2 separate regions of the Ovis aries genome follow, and region 1 is linked to region 2. The links are chromatin contacts, called in public Hi-C maps. All regions are on one chromosome and are shown on one strand. Each heading gives the region's core, a stretch centred on a gene start, on an enhancer-like site or on the middle of the called end of the contact. The rest is flanking DNA. Distances are from core to core; before and after follow the strand shown. Region 1 overlaps IL6ST (interleukin 6 cytokine family signal transducer). Region 2 overlaps ANKRD55 (ankyrin repeat domain 55).

Region 1 (3,508 bases), core at 34-2,533, 130 kb after region 2:
CCAAATTAAATTTACCTAGTTATCCTAATTATTCTTTGTCGGATTTGACTTCCAATCTGTATGCACTGATTACCCTCCTGACTCTTCCCTTGATTTTTCATATCATATGGCTCAGACGGTAAAGCGTCTGCCTACAATGTGGGAGACCCGGGTTCGATCCCTGGGTTGGGAAGATCCTCTGGGGAAGGAAATGGCAACCCACTCTAGTACTCTTGCCTGGAAAATCCCATAGGTGGAGAAGCCTGACAATCTATGGGGTCCCAAAGACTCGGACACTACTGAGCGACTTCACCTCACCTTCACCTCACCATCCTACTTAATTCTAGTTAACAACAGTGAAACTTTAGCCAGTCACTTAATTTGTGTCTCGGTTTCATGATCTGTAAGATGGGGATAGTAATGTCTCTAACTTCTAGAGTTATTGTGAGATTTAAATGAGTTAATACACAGAAGGCATTTGGGCAGTACCTGCCCATAGTACACTTTATAAAAAGGAATGTAATAATATATTTATTATTAAGGTTTGAATAAAATGCACTTAAGGAAAAAATATATCAGAACTCGACATATTCTGAGTATAGTGATTTTATTATTTACTTTTGAAGGATCATTTTTATTAAAGCAGCATAATTTTTTGCCAGTTAAGATACACTGTAGTTTAATGTTAAGCCATCTACCTACCAGTCACTGAAAATTCTCAGATTGTTTTCACGTCAATTACTTTAAAGCCATTTCCCCTTCACTCTATATTTATTTATCAACCTAAATAGAAGATGATTTTGCCAGATTTATTAGCCTATCAGTCTAGTCCTTCAGCATAATTTTGAATCCTGACATTATCCAAATTATTGGCAATCCATTATAATCTTTTGCTGATTTGACAAGTGTGTGTGTCTGTTTTCCCCCTAAGTTGTTGATAAAAAGGTTGAAAATAACAGGACTATATTATCTGTTGCTGCCAGACAGCTTACTCTAAAGCTTCATACCTTAAAATGGCATTACTTATTATTTCTCATGGTTTATGTGTGACTGGCTCAGTCAGACACAGAGATTCTCCTTTTCCCTGTGATATCTGGGCCCTCAGCTAGAATATTCAGTGCTGAGTAGCTAGAGTCATCTGAAGTCTCATTCACTTATTATGTCTGGTATTGATGATGGCTGTAGATTCAGGGCTTTGGGGCTCTTAGCTAAAACACCACATGTGGTCTGTCCTTGCGGCCTTGGCTTGCTTACATGTGGCTGGGTTCCATGGCAAATGTCGCAAGAGAAAAAGAGAGCTAGTCAGGAGTTGTATTTTTTTATGATCTAGCTTTGGAAGTCATTTAGCACACTCTGTTGGCTGGGGCAGGCATAAGCACCCTTAAAGATCTGAGAGCAAAAGGGAAACATGGACCTCATTTCTTTGGAGGAGTATTAGTCACTTTGTAAGATGAGCATGTTGAATAGGATGCATTTATAAGCATGACCTTCTTTGGAAAGTACAGTCTGCCCCAAGGTTTGAGGGGAGGCACTTCAGCCATACTCCTTTAGCCTCCCTCTCATTGACTTTTTTTAGTCAGTGATTTTTTTATATGTAGGTAATCAAATGAAAATGTTTTAGTTTGAAGTTACGAAATATCTGTTTCTATAGATCAAGAGTAGTCAAAAATCAGCCTAGTAATCCTGTAAAAGTGGATTTCATTTGGCACAGGATGGTTTCAGTGAGCCTGTGCTTCATTTCGCAAACTGGAACATTTGCCTGTTTCTAGTATTTCTTATTCTGTGTGATTAAAAATTGTTATTTAGTCTCTGGCTATATCCCATGTTCTTTAGTACTCTGAAGTATATTTCCTAGGTAAGGTTCCCTCTCATTATTAAAGAGAAAGTCAAACAGGAATGATTTTACCAAGGAACAAAGTGCGATTGGAGGGGTTTTAAGGACTTGCTCATTGTCACCAGGTAACTCTGTCACAGGATGGACATTGACAGGAGCTTGTGTGCTAGGACGTGCCACAGCCATGCATCAGTAACGGAAGGCCACACAAACAGGCCACAGCACAAGCTTTGAAACAAACAGTTTCACTCTGGGCCTTATGAGCATAATGACAGATATGGAATAAGAAGTTAATTGTTTAGTTTTTAAAAGTAGTTTTATCCTTTGTGCAGTCTAGCCTGGGACCAAGTTGAGAATTGGAAGAATCTGCCTGATATTTGAGGTTTACTCCATAAAAGTATCTCAGCGTTCTTTATAAAATAAACGATTGAAGTAAATTCTCTCCAAGGTTGTTATCAGTTTTTTGATTCTCTGATTCTATACATCTTTTACCTTAACTGCTAGAACCCGTCACCTCTGAGAGACGTTTCCAGAGTCAATGTGACTAGATTACTTGTCTCTGGATAATAGTAGTAATGATGATTTGTTGTTGTTTAGTCGCTCTTTTGTAACGCCAGGGATGGTAGCCCACCAGGCTCTTCTGTCCATGGGATTCTCCAGGCAAGAATACTAGAGTGGGTTGCCATTTCCTTCTCCAGGGGATCCTCCTGACCCAGGAGCAAACCTGCATCTCCTGCACTGGCAGGTGGGTTCTTCACCACTGAGACACCAGGGAAGCCAAGCAATGGTGACAGGCTACCATTTATTGGAGGCCTTTTGAAGACCAGGCATTGTAGTAGGTTCTTTACATAACTAATATCTAATCGCAAGAAACTTTCAAGATAGTCATTATTAACTTCATTTTCCAAGTGAATAAATTAAAGCTGTTAGAACTTCAAATTCCATTGGCATTCACTCAAGAAAGCTGCCTTAAGTTTCTAGATAGTGAGAATAGAGAAGAAGGATAGAATCATGTCAAGTATTGAGCATTTTATCTTGATGGTAATAGGTAGGCATTAAGTAATTTAAAATAGGGAAATGGCATAATCATTTTTGAACAGTAACTTTGGGAGCTGTATGTTTAAGATAAACTAGAAGGAGGTCCGATTGTGGTATAATGTGATTGCCTGAGTGCCAGCAGCCAAAGTAGGGTTGATGAGAAGAGGTTGCTATACATACTAAGAATATAGAAACAAAAAGACCCAGAGAGTGTGGGAGGAGGCTAAATGAGAGAGTAAGGACTGCAAGGTTATCTGGCCTAGGCGACCGGGTGGGAGTAGTGTCTCAGCGGCAATAGGAAAGTGAGAAGAAGAAAGAATAAGTTTGGAAGGGACTGTGATACATAGTCTATGCCCCGACCAGTAACTAAAGAAGCTGAAGTTGAACAGTTTTATGAAGACCTACAACACCTTCTAGAACTAACACTAAAAAAAAAAATGTCCTTTTCATAATAGGGGACTAGAATGCAAAAGGGGGAAGTCGAGAAACACCTGGAGTAACAGGCAAATTTGGCCTTGCAATACAAAATGAAGCACGACAAAGGCTAACAGAGTTTTGCCAAGAGAACGCCCTGGTCATAGCAAACACCCTCTTCCAACAACACAAGAGAAGACTCTACACATGGACATCACCAGATGGTCAATAGCGAAATCAGAT
Region 2 (3,667 bases), core at 621-3,120:
CTAGTTATAATCACTTAAAATTTATGGTCCGAAGCCACAGTTATTTTTGTACCAATCTAATAGTTTCCCAAAGATCAGTCGCAGTGTGGACTTTGTCACCTTATCAGTGAACTTTTCGAATTCTGTTACATTAAAATCCATTCATCTCTCTAGCACCTTAAATGTGTCTTATACCTATGCATGATTTTATATCTTGCATTGGTCATTTGAAAAACATTGGTGTGCTTAATTATGGAAGATCTTCCATTAAATAATACATTTCATTTTACAACATTAGAAAAAAAATCACATTTATTAATGTCACCACTGATCTCATCAGAAAAGGTTTTATGTATCAGGAAGCTATCAAGCTCAAAGTATGCATACAAATTTTCCAAAATTTCTAATTTTCGCATGAAAGCTAGATTTTTGTCATTGGCAATAATACTGTCAATTGTTTACCTTGAAATGACAGACTCACTCTGTTCATTTTTGAAAAATCAAATGCCCAACTCCAAATAACCATAGCTCGCCTAGAAGCCATTGAAATGATGTTTCATGGGGGAAAAAAGTATCTAGTTCAGCTCAAACAATCCCACAAATGTTTTACCTGAAAACATCCATCATATCTTAGTATAGAGTTGTTGTTTAGTCGCTCAGTCATGTCCAACTCTTTGTGAACCCATGCACTGCAGCACTCCAGGCTCCCCTGTAGTTCTCCCAGAGTTTGCTCAGACTCATGCCCATTGAGTCAGTGATGCCAGTATACAGCAGAATTGCTTATGAGTACTTTCTATTTTGTCTTAAAAAAAAGGCATCTCAAAAATCAATATTATTAAATTAAATGGCAGTTTTGTTTTAATGAAAGTCTATTGTTACTACTACCTTGATTTGTGCCAAGGAGCCCATTGTTTTGCCCATTTGCTCTCTTGCATGCTTGGTGTAAAAAGCAGTCCAGTGAAAAAGACATCTTGATATTATTATGAATATAGTTTTAACCTCATGAGGCCTGTCGGAGACCTCACCTCCAGGGTTCAATGGACCACACTTTGAGACCTACTGGCCAAAATCACAACCTTAATAGGAAGAGGAAATTGATTATAGAAGATGCTGAAGTAGCATTGCTGCTGCTGCTAAGTCCCTTCAGTCGTGTCCGACTCTGTGCGACCCCATAGACGGCAGCCCACCAGGCTCCCCTGTCCCTGGGACTCTCCAACCAAGAATACTGGAGTGGGTTGCCATTTCCTTCTCCAGTGCATGAAAGTGAAAAGTGAAAGGGAAGTCGCTCAGTCGTGTCCAACTCTTAGCGACCCCATGGACTGCAGCCTACCAGGCTCCTCCGCCCACGGGATTTTCCAGGCAAGAATACTAGCATTTAGTTAATTTAGTTAGCACAGGGGCATATTCTATATGGGAAAACTTGCAGGAATGCTAGAGATCTCCTGGGGTTCTCTCTCTGCTAATGTCAGGAGTGCGGAATCTGTGTTTCATATTTCACAAAGCTTTTTGGAAGGTGAAAGGAGGAAGATAAAAATTCATCACAGGAATAAAGATTCAATTATACACTGTGTGACCTACAGGAAAAAGAAAAAACTTCATTATATGTGGCCAAAATGAGGAGTGATACTTTTCAAACCACAGGTTACAATATCTCACTGCAAAAAGAAATGTTGCAATATTGCTTTTAGGGCATGCACGCAGGTCCGGTTTCATCATTAACTCATACCGCAGAAAGCACTAATCAATTGTGGCCTCAAAAGAGAATAATACAGAACTTTCCAAGCAACAAAAACAGCATAGTGCCTCAGGGAAACTCCACACAAGAAGAGCTAGGCAGACAACTGCAGATCTTTTTCCCCTGCAGAATTTGCCTGCCCATTGGACATTGCTCACTTTTCTTCTGCTTCCACGCCCAAATTCTGGCATACACACTTCCTGTTCTGCAGCCCAAGCCCAGACAAAAGCTTCTCTCCTTGGCTTCTTTTAGTATGTTTTATTTTAAGTGTTTTTCAATAGGAAATTTAGTAAAAACTCAACAGGAAACAAATAACACACAAACAGTGTAAAATGGGCAGGCTTCCTGAGGTGGATAATGTCAGAGCTCTGCCCTTATCTCCGGGGAGCCTTTACAGAGAACACCTGAAAAAATCATACTCCTCTCCCCCAGCTCTGCAGCCTCCATCCAGCTGCTCTCTACAGCTTGAACACAACATGTGGCCTTTATTTCTTTGACTTAAAGCTGGCACTCCTACTGACTGGCCTTAAGAAGTGAGAACAATAACCCCTGAAGGTATTTGGTATTTTCAACTTACTTGATCCCCTGGCAAAAACACATTTTGAAAGGATAGTTCCCAAAGGAACAAGCAAAATCTAACTAAGAAATATTCTAATTATGGACAGCAAACTGACCATGCCAAGGAAGGGGGTAGCAAAGGGTGTTGTGAGTAGCGTTTGCACATCACCTTTAACTTGAGAGGGCGCTGAATGACTTTGAGTGATCTCCTTCCTGGAGATGGAATAGAGGGAGGTATTTTGTTTGATGACTGCTGTTGCGCCACTTCCTGTTCTCACAGAGCATCCTTGTTTTATATTCCTATAGAACAGAGCCTCCTAGACCCCTTCCTGCCCAGAACAGTAGACCCCAGAAAAAGGAGGGACGATTCGGCATGCTCAATCAAATCTTCTGCAAGAACAGAAAGGAAGAGCAGAGGGCCTATCAGAAGGACCCCAGCAGGGACTGGCACAGGGGGGAGCACACCTCGGAAGTCGATGACATCATCACCACCTTTGACAGCAACGTGGATACCAACTGCCAAGAGCAGCCTGGTGAGCAGGTGGCTATGGTTGAGTTTAAGAAGAGGACCTCAGAAAACTCAAAATATCACTTGTCAGAAAAGAAGCCTCTGGCCCGTAAAGGGCTTCCACCAATCAGAACACAGAGCCTCCCACCCATCACCCTGGGCCATAACTTCCTGACAGCCTCCCAGGGGGCCACTTCCCATGCTGGCCTGAGCTCTGGTACTCATCATGCGGCTCAGAGATCTCAGAAAAGCCGAAGTGAGCAAGATTTGTTGAATAACAGAACTGGCTGCCAGGCATTGCTAGATAACTCTTGGAAAGGTGATTCTCACCCAGTGCTCTGTAAAGCCTGGACTATGTCTTCATCTGACAAGCTGCTAGACAGGTTGCTTACCAGCAGATCTGGCCACCAGGAAGTATCAGGGCCCCCACATCTTCCTCATCTACCTAATCCTTCATCAGGTAATGTCCTTCCTCATTCCTGACAGATTCTGTACAAGAAACATGTCACACCATCCTGAGTGAGGGAGAGTAGGTAGCCTGGAGGACTTCCCTTTAGTCCACTGGATTCAGGATGTCTAGGCTATGCAAACAGTCTGCTTTTCCAACCTGAGGGCAATTATCAGGTAGAAGCTGTGCCTTCTCATCTTATCCCATCCCACCAAATATGTGTGTGGTGACTTGCAGATTGGAGCAGCAATATTATTATTTCCACCAGCAAGGATTTTTAAGCAGGTATCCTCAGCAATATCACCTACAAGGGGTTGATTTGTTTGTGTGACAGTTTGCTTTTAAATCAGGTGTTCAGTGCCCACTGTGGGCCCACTGAACCAAAATTTTGGTGAGGCAGAAGGGAAAAGAGTAATGCCTTCCACATGTATGTGTAGAA

Evidence for each region. Hi-C and Micro-C count contacts between places; a contact is called where the count stands out from the background.
Region 1: a contact with region 2 is called in a Hi-C map of mixed tissues, with 4 times the contacts expected there. The contact joins two enhancer-like sites. A contact is called at or near these places in 3 of 16 Hi-C or Micro-C datasets (mixed tissues, omental adipose tissue and tail adipose tissue).

Annotation. Positions count from the first base shown.
Region 1 is chr16:23,394,053-23,397,560 of ARS-UI_Ramb_v3.0, forward strand. The region is part of intron 2 of IL6ST (interleukin 6 cytokine family signal transducer); the gene reads left to right. Among named protein-coding and RNA genes, the nearest start is that of IL6ST, 27 kb to the left of the region's middle. Within about 2 kb of position 1,284, at least 18 of the 54 cell types and tissues checked have an H3K27ac peak or open chromatin away from gene starts, as enhancers often do.
Region 2 is chr16:23,258,766-23,262,432 of ARS-UI_Ramb_v3.0, forward strand. ANKRD55 (ankyrin repeat domain 55) reads left to right here. Exons shown (of 10, transcript XM_060400417.1): 9 at 2,579-3,240. Among named protein-coding and RNA genes, the nearest start is that of ANKRD55, 95 kb to the left of the region's middle. Within about 2 kb of position 1,871, at least 7 of the 54 cell types and tissues checked have an H3K27ac peak or open chromatin away from gene starts, as enhancers often do.